Regions from separate parts of the Mus musculus genome. Here regions 1 and 2 are each linked to region 3. Evidence: chromatin contacts called from public Hi-C and promoter capture Hi-C data. All regions are on one chromosome and are shown on one strand. The core of a region is the stretch at or near the end of the contact, and the rest is flanking DNA. Distances in the headings are between cores, read along the strand shown.

Region 1 (2,933 bases), core at 193-2,692, 200 kb before region 3:
GAAAAATGATGAAAAAGGAAGCCTTGTTCATGCCTTCTTCCCTTCACTCTCACTGCCAAGTTCACATTTATCTGTTATTTTTGTTACTATTCATTCTTTCATTGATATTTGGATCCAATGTTGGGCATGTTTTGAAAACTAGTGGCTCTCCACAAATCTTCATTATCACACCAGGACTGCTGAGCCATCCAGCATCATGGACTCAGAAACTATCAGGTTCTCAACCTTTGTGCTGTGAACCTGTCATTGTTGGACTTGTATGTGTCAACCTAATAGCTCCCCTTCTAATATATATTCATGATATTGGTGCTGCTGTTTTAGAAACCTTAATTAATTTAATGCTTCTGAGGTTTGTCCCAAATAACTCAAAGCCCTCTCATTAGGCTCCACATTTTCAAGGCTCCACCACGTCCTAACAGTGTCAAGCTTGAGCAAGCCTTTTGATACAACATCTTGAGAGTGAAATTCCAGATTGGAATCACAGTGAAGCTTCACTCTGACCCTCAAACCTTACTGGAGTCTTCCTGCAAACACTAAAGAAAATAATTCCCATCCCTCTCCAAATTGACTGATCTTTAAACATTTGAGGACACTGGTCCTTTATTTTCTTGCTAAACACACACATTAAGCATCCCTATTTCCTTCTGTCATTCCTCAGGAGGGAATTTTCCAGTTGGTGCAGTATCCTTGTGGAGGAAAGCCCATTCAGCAGGAAGAGCTTTCAAGAATAGATGGACATATCCTTTTAATTTAATTGAACAGATTTGTTAATAAAAGTCAAAGTATAATTTGTTTCTTCTTGAGAGCTTCTTCATTACAGTAGTTTATTTTAAATCTACAAAGATGAACTGTCTCTTGTCACAAGCCCACATTTAGTCCATTTTCCACCCAGCAAGTTTTTGTGGCCTAAATTTAGGGCGGCACACTCGGTCAAGCATTTCTCTCTAATGTCCCTCCTTTTGTTTCAGCCTATCATTTCAAGCTCTTCATTTGGTGTTGGCAAATGTGCAGTTTACTTTCTTACAATATATTACAGTGAAATCACGAACCCTCCTGTGGATTAGCAGTGGGAGATCATTAGCCTTGATTTTCTTGGCCCTCTGAGGAGACAGTGCACTGTTGGTGCCAGCAAGTGTCAGGAAACTTGAAAAAAAAACATGATTTAATTATTCAAATGTTTAGATAAATACGTTTAAGTTCCTTGTCCAATGTCATAATTGAAGCCACTGGTGCCTGTAAATGTAACAAGAATTTTACAGATTTGGGGCCTTTTCTTTTTCACGTTTATGAGATTTTTAAAAAAGAATTATGATTTCTCATTATTTTTTAAGAGTTGGTCTTGCTGGCCTGATGCCAAGAATGGGATTGTATACTGTAGAATCATGGGATGTTGCTGCTAAGGCTCTGACTCATTCCCTAAATTAAGAAATGGCTCTCAAGGGTAAGCTGTGCTTCTGCATCCTGGCTACAAATTAAGAGTCAGGCTTTGCAAAAGATGCTGGGGCTTGACTGCCATCAGGCTACAAATTAAGAGTTAGGCTTTGCAGAAGATGCTGAGGTTGGAAGGACATTTTCACGGGCAGAAGTGCAGAAGGTTATGTGGTTGTGGACACATCCACACTGAGAGTTAACGCTGGCTTCTGTAAGTTTCTTCTTGTTACAGGAAAATGTCAAAACAGAAAGAAATGAAAGGGAAGGAAGGGCAGAGGAAGGAGGGAGGCAGCAGAGGGAGTACAGAAGGAGTCACAAAAACCCTACAAAATCCATCTGGGTTATTTTTCTAAGTTCAGAATAAAATGTGAGCCTCCCTTGCTGAGCAGGTGTTTGCAAATTGCCATCCTTTCTTCTTGAGATCGAGTGCTCTAGGCCACCTGATATTTTACATCCCAGCAGATAATGCAAGAAATCAGCTTAAGAGAGGTTTCTTGAAAGATGTTGGCAGCCTGACTGTGAGGGCTGAAAGGAAGAAACTCAGTCTGAGGAGCCAGTTGCATCCTAATCAATTCTTGCTGGCTGCTTTTATATTCTTCATGTTTCGTTTAGTTAGTGATCTGAAGAAAATGAACCTGACCCGTGAAAAGCTGGAAGGCTGCTCTGTCTGACCGAGAAGTCTACATGACTTTTGTTTGCCCTGTGAATTAGAATAGACACTACTGTAAAATAAATGCAATGAGAATAGGCGGACAAGACCCTCTCCCTGGAGGGAGCAAATGATAAGATCAATACAAAGAGTGTCAGTGATTGATGGCAGCTGTGCTTGGTGATGGGTGCCAGGCAGGGCTTGACAGGCCCGTCATGGGAAACGCTGCATGTGACTGTGTGACTTTCTGACATCCTGTGCATGCAGGGAATGAAGAGGAGGAAAATCTCCTCCCAGGGCTTTTATGCTGCCTGCCTGAAGTCGAGAAATGACAGTCAGTGATTACAGTTGGAATGAGAGATCTCAGACAGGGTAAGAGCAAGCCAAAAACTGCCTCTTTTCTCTGCCTCTCTGCTCTGCTCTTCCTTTTGTCTCTTCTCTTCCATCAAGATGGAGTGTATGAGGGGAGAGAGAGAGAGAGGGAGAGAGAGAGAGAGGGAGAGAGAGAGAGAGGGAGAGAGAGAGAGAGAGAGAGAGAGAGAGAGAGAGACTGAGAGAGCGAGCGAAGTGTGGAGCAGTGTGGAGAGCCTATCTCAAGCAGAACATAGGCTGTCAGCTTGTAACCCATGATTTGACTTCAAGTCATTTGTTTGGCTGCTGCCAGATACCCCTTCTCTCCAAACTGCTCTCCAAGCTGAGGCTAGTCCTTAGCACCAAAGCCCTCATCCACAATGACACATTTCCTCCAACAAGGACACACCTCCTACTAGTGCCACTACCCATGGCCAAGCTTACAAACACTTGAGTTTATGGGACCCATTCCTATTCAAACCACCACAGCATCCGTCTGGTT
Region 2 (2,884 bases), core at 347-2,846, 180 kb before region 3:
TCCTCCTTAGAATTCAAGTGGATCTTCAAGTTGCACTGAGCTTTAAGTATCATAGCTGCTATAGTGTTAGGCTCTAAGACAATGTAGTACCTTTGCATCTATGAAGCAAGAAGGACACTTGCAATCTAAAGTTTTAATATTTAAGCATATAATGTTATATTATTTAAATATTTAATGTTATAATAATATTTAAAGAAAGAATCCATTTGTTCCCCTGAAGCCAAAACCACTATATAACGCACATTCAAATTCTTGAAATATATAGAGGGCAGATTTCTAAATATCCACCCCTATTCTTTATTTCTTTTTTTATAAATTAAAAAAATATTTTTGAGACAGGGTTTCCTTGTGTACTCTTCGCTGTCCTGGAACTGGCTCTGTAGACCAGGATGGCCTTGAACTTACTCTGTCTCCTGAGTGCTGGGATTAAAGGTGAGTGCCACCGCCTCTTGGCAATATCCTATTCTTTGTCATAGAAAACATTTTAATGATTATCAGGGCAATATCCATTAATAAATAAATAGACCATAAGCTTTATTAGTACTATTTTATAGAAAAAGGCTCTCAGACTCTTCTTTTGGGAATCTGGAATGGAAAATGTGAAGGGAGACGTTCAGTGTGTTAGATACTAAGCAGGGACAGGGACTTCCTAGCATCCAAATATCTCTCTTTCACTTACTGGGTATATGGTCTGTGGCTTCTTACCTTTTGGAGGTCATGATGTTCACCACTTTGTTGCTATAGATAATTGTATTGATATACAAGAAATGAACATATTGTCACATGCTCTTTCTTCTAGGATTCACTTACCTAAGGAAGAACATTTGAAATGTTTTCAAAGTTTCTTTTATGTACCTTCCAGGTTGAGGCAATCTTAAGACGTCAATAAGTAAGTGTTGTTTGCACTTTTACATTTATCATCACAATATAATTTCCAAGTTGGTTTCTTCAAATATATGTCAATTTTATTTTTCTTTGAAATCGTATTCCTTATTTTTTACTATGCAATCACTAAACATATCAAAGAAAAGAGTATGTGGATAGTAACTATCCTAAAATTGAGGTAGAAAAAAATATTCCTAGCTCCTCTGCGTTCCTCTTCCATACATACTGTAAGTCCTGACTTCCTAACATGAGAGTGTGGAGTGATTTAAAATCATGTTAATCACTGTAACATTCTCAGCAGGAGAAGAAAATCAAATGGCTGAAATTATGCTAAAAATAAACCCCCCAGATTTGCTGGATTGGGCGACATTGGACTGTAAACAAATGTTCTCTCTTGGAAAGCTAATCCTGCCTGGCTTTTGACTTTCCTGGGAGATTGCTCTAATAGGCTTTTAAGCTGCATGTTGGATAATTGTTTCCACAACTAGCACAGATTGCTTTTCTCAAAAAAAAAAAAAATGAAAATGAAAGTTCTATCCAATTAAAATAGGACTATTAATAGCTGTCTGTGTGGGAAAGGAAAAGGCAACTCTTCAAAAACCCAGGCGGTGCATCGCAGAAATGTGGATTTTTCTCAGCTGCTGAGAGGTGAAGAGCTTATGATGTACAAAGAAGCAGAACAGCATCCAATTCAGCTTGCTTTTGCATCCCTCTCCAGGGAGGAGTACATGCCCCTGTGAGAATTCCCACATATCTCAGATACTGCAAAGCTGGCTAGTGTATACACTCTGCAAAGGAATCTTCCTTTGGTTTATGTTAGCAAGCTCAGTTACTTCCTGAGTCCTTCTTTCACAGCCATCAGCTATTTTGCACAGGGGAAAAAAAAAAAAAACCAGCAAACAGCTTTCTCCTTGTAGCTACAGTCAATCTCAGTAGCAAAAGACAACCACCACATGCAAGATAATGCCAGTGGTGTTGATATTATCATCATTCCGAGGACTGAAGCAGTAGTGGCAGCATTTCTGTAATCGTGTGTGTGTGTGTGTGTGTGTGTGTTCTTTTTATTGGCAGATGTTTTACTTAAACAAATATAATCAGGATTTGTGAAGATTCACCTTGGTCGTAGCTAAAGCTCATGAATATTCACTAATCTCCTCCTGTCCCAGTTGTTCCTCCAGCTGCTCACAGAACTCTGAGCCACATGTGCCTCCTGATTTGTCAAGAGCTGCATACATGGGAGGAAAGCATCTGTTTGTTATTTACATCCTGAGCACGTGAGCACTGGCTTAATTTATTTCATGGTCCCCTATGATCCTTTCCAAATGCTACTGCTTACAGAAAACTAGTGTTGATATCATATCTGACGCCTTAACTGAGCTCTTTGTACAGGAATGCACAAATCTATGGCATCATTTGCTCTCACAAGTAAAGCTTTAATGTAAAGAGCCTGTAGAGGTGTGGCTGAGGCAGCTTGCGACTCCTAGAACTCCTAGAACAAGATGTACAGATTATACATAAAGAGAGAAAACATTTTTTTCTTTGCCCAGACAGCCAGAATTTCTCTACAGACCATCCCTTTGTACTCTTTAATCTGTACAGCAGTAATATATTTTCTAATTGCCATGTTTCCAATCATTCCTATTTATGAGAGATATCCTGGCCTAATGTAAATTTCTGTGTATCTCAGTCCCACTCAACAGTGACTGGCTCTCAGCTATTAGCTTGGACAGTTGTTGAATTGTTTGTCCTGTTCAAGTTGGCCAGCAGGGCACGTGAAGAACAAGGCTTCCTTCATTTGTAGGGAGCTATAGGCATGATACTAGAGAACCCTTATGCAGTAGGCCCTCCAAATATCCCTGGTTAGACGCTGAGTGGTGTAAACACAAGCTCCATCTTGACTCCTACGTGAAGGCATCATTTGATTTATTCAGAGACTGCTCTACAATCCAGGTAGAGCATTTCCAGCATTTCCAGTGCTGATTTTTATATTCTTTTCACT
Region 3 (3,025 bases), core at 247-2,746:
TTCTTGAGGAGACACAGTGAATATTTCTACTGTCTTTAGAGTGAGAAGCCAGGACAGATGAGTAATGATTACATCACTGTCCACCTTGGAGAACCAATGAGTTTTGGGACTATGGATGAGTGCATACTTACAGAAGGGACAGCTTGAAAGTAAGAAAGAGGAGAGAGAGAGAGAGAGAGAGAGAGAGAGAGAGAGAGAGAGAGAGAGGAAGGAAGAGAGAAAGAGAGAGAGGGGGAGGAAGGAAGGAAGAGAGAAAGAAAGAAAGAAAGAAAGAAAGAAAGAAAGAAAGAAAGAAAGAAAGAAAGAGGGAAGGAGAAAGGGAAGGAGGGAAGGAGGGAGGGAGGGAGAAAGACATACTGGAGAGGGATGAAATGTTCACACATTTGTAATGGGCCCTTGGATGGATGGATGGATGGATGGATGGATGGGTGGGTGGGTGGGTGGACTGATGGACAGACAGACAAACAGACAAAACAGAAATACAAGACAAATCTAAAACTTCTGGAATTCTAACTCCTGGGTTGTAATATGGCCTGTCCTGTAAAGTTCACAGACAAGATGGCTTAACGTTTTGCTCACAATTATGTTTGCACATGAAGTATCTATCCTCCAAGAAGATACATGAAGTATCTATCCTCCGAGAAGGTACTTGAGAGCATATTCCCCAGCTGGGAAATACCAGTTTGGAAACTTCTGGAAGCCTTTTTGGAGTTTGTAAGTAGACCACTGTGGGTGTCCTTGGGAACTGTAAGCCTCTACTGGGCCCACCTGTGTGTCTCTGTAATGAACTAAACAGCCTCGGCCATTCTCTCAGCCACCATGGAGTTGGGCTGTTCCACACGCCCCAAAGCAACGGAGACAAAAAAAAAAGCGAAAACAAAAACAAAAAACGATGGATCTCTAAAAACCACAGGCAAAAACATGAATTCTGCTGGTTAATGTCAGGTATTTTGTCTCAATGGCAAAAAGTCTAATGCAGTTGCTAAACCTCTTGTATATTACAAAACATCTTAGTTTGTGCACTTGATTATTAACTTAATTGACTAAAAGTAAAAATGTTAATTTTGTAGGATTAGCTATGTTTGCCAGCTGTTGCTAGGTAAAGCAACAGAGGAAATGTTTATGTGCATAACTACAAAAAACATGACGATGTTAATCAACACTGGGCGCGCGCGCGCGCACACACACACACACACACACACACACACACACACACACACACGCCCAAGCTCTAGGACATTAGAACAGATGTACGAGGATGACAATGACAATACCCCATCCATGCTGGAAGGAGCACAGCTGGTTCTGTTCTATCTGCCTTAAGGCCTCAAAAGAAATGACTTGTCACCAGACTGGGGCGGGAAAATGTTTGAGCACAGTAGCTCTGAGCCCATCTGAATTCCCTCCTCTGTCACTGATTGGCTAAGATATGGGAAGAAACAGCGCCCAGCCTCCTGCGGCTCCACTCGTCATTGGCTGAGAAGAGGTGGCAATCAGAGTTGGCCGAGACTGATGCCCTAGCTTCAGCTCTGTGCTGGTCTGGGAGCACTGTCGCCGCTGTAGTCGCTGTCTGGGTCCCTTCCGCGGTACTCTTGCCTGGAAGCTGCTTCCTAGGCTCCGGGCGCGGACACCATGGTGAGTGCTGTCAGGATGGTCAGCGGAACATCACACCTGAGCGGGTGGACCTTGACTGGCTAGAGAGCTGGCTGAGATGCAGAAACAAGCCCCAGGGCACACAGAGCGGAGGGCCGCGAGGAACAGCGCTTTTGGTGGGAGGTGGGGACATATGATCTGCTGGAGTGCTCCGAGTCTCTGGGTCTGGTTGGGTCCCCACCACTCAACCCCAGCCTCCAACTTCTGGGGATTCTGGGTTCCACGGGCAGGGTGGTGTGGGAAGCTCAGGGCTCAGGTTCCTGAGCTACCCCTGTTGCACCACGGTGACAGGTGAGCAGGGGTAAGAAGATGGGGGAGGGGAAAGGGACGACGAGAATTCAAAGATCCCGCAGAGTCCCCCCTTTTAGAATAGGGTACCCGAAAGCTTATCCTGAAGGCGAATGACAGGTCAGAGGCACCGGGTGGAAGACCGGGTTGCAAGGCGCGGGTCCTTGACCACGGTCTCTCTCTCTGCCCTTCAGTACGGTTTCGTGAACCATGCCCTGGAGCTGCTGGTGATCCGCAATTATGGTCCCGAGGTGTGGGAAGACATCAAGTAAGTGAACAGCCCCGCTCCCAGGGCCGCGCGTTGGCACCGAGCCCGCGCCCGCCCGCTTCCCTGGCTGCTCCCAGCAGGGTCGTGGTGCGCATCCTCCGGTCTCCTCTCCCACGCTCCGAAGCCGGGACCAGGAGAGGAGGGTAGGCCGGGGCGTGGCCGCGTGATCAAGCCCCTTGGGGTCGCTGCGGCCTCTTCACCCGGACTGAGCGTGGGAACACCCAGACAGGCAGAGCACTGTGACTCCCAGGCCAGGTTCAGAGGGTTGGCTAGCTCCCATGCAAGGGGACCTGGGGGCTTCCTGGGCCTCTGCAAGGTCTTAGGATCAGAGGCAGGAAATGAACAGAAGATTCGCTTTCTTTTGCGATTTGCACACCAGGAACACGTAATATGGTTAAATCATTTGGTTATGGTATAGTACACTCAAAGATTATTTCTCCAGTAAGTCATGAGAAACCGATATGTAATAAAGGGACATTTTCCCTTTAACTTGCCCAAATCACCCTTGCTTTGCTGTGTTTTCTTCTGGCAACCCTAGCAGGGCATCCTAGTTTCTGTAGAGCTTTGAGTCTGGTACTCAGATAAGACGAGAAAATAGACTTATCTGAGATTTTAAGGCCCAAGGCATCTCTTAAGCTTTCTGTAGGTCTAAGGAGGAGGTTTATTGGGGATTGAAGCCAGAACCTTGTCCTTGACAGGCAAACACAATGCCACTGAACTTTATGTCTGGCCTTTATGTTTTTGAGACGGGATCTCCCTACACACAGCGTAGGCTGTCCTGGAACTGCCAATCTTCTGCCCTCTCCTAGTGCAGGT

Evidence for each region. Promoter capture Hi-C pulls out the DNA fragments that hold promoters and counts their contacts. Hi-C and Micro-C count contacts between places; a contact is called where the count stands out from the background.
Region 1: a Hi-C map of forebrain shows a contact between it and region 3, with 1.9 times the contacts expected there. The contact joins the enhancer-like site here to the promoter of Gucy1b1 in region 3. A contact is called at or near these places in 4 of 39 promoter capture datasets (embryonic stem cells, liver and pre-B cells), 4 of 484 Hi-C or Micro-C datasets (the N1E-115 cell line, cerebral cortex, forebrain and 1 more), 5 of 115 datasets of contacts at active chromatin or transcription factors (astrocytes, embryonic basal ganglia, embryonic forebrain and 2 more) and 1 of 9 other capture datasets (pancreatic islet).
Region 2: a contact with region 3 is called in a promoter capture Hi-C map of hippocampal neurons, with 4 times the contacts expected there. The contact joins the enhancer-like site here to the promoter of Gucy1b1 in region 3. A contact is called at or near these places in 4 of 39 promoter capture datasets (embryonic stem cells, hippocampal neurons, liver and 1 more), 1 of 484 Hi-C or Micro-C datasets (uterus) and 1 of 9 other capture datasets (pancreatic islet).

Annotation. Positions count from the first base shown.
Region 1 is chr3:82,274,155-82,277,087 of GRCm38.p6, reverse strand. No RefSeq gene overlaps it. Among named protein-coding and RNA genes, the nearest start is that of Gm29921, 39 kb to the right of the region's middle. Within about 2 kb of position 1,442, at least 73 of the 459 cell types and tissues checked have an H3K27ac peak or open chromatin away from gene starts, as enhancers often do. A contact at or near this core is called in the N1E-115 cell line, cerebral cortex, embryonic basal ganglia and 1 more, where this site is marked.
Region 2 is chr3:82,249,578-82,252,461 of GRCm38.p6, reverse strand. No RefSeq gene overlaps it. Among named protein-coding and RNA genes, the nearest start is that of Gm29921, 14 kb to the right of the region's middle. Within about 2 kb of position 1,596, at least 55 of the 459 cell types and tissues checked have an H3K27ac peak or open chromatin away from gene starts, as enhancers often do. A contact at or near this core is called in hippocampal neurons and uterus, where this site is marked.
Region 3 is chr3:82,073,182-82,076,206 of GRCm38.p6, reverse strand. It overlaps Gucy1b1 (guanylate cyclase 1, soluble, beta 1), which reads left to right and starts at 1,496. Exons shown (of 14, transcript NM_017469.4): 1 at 1,496-1,635; 2 at 2,136-2,209. The coding sequence starts at 1,633.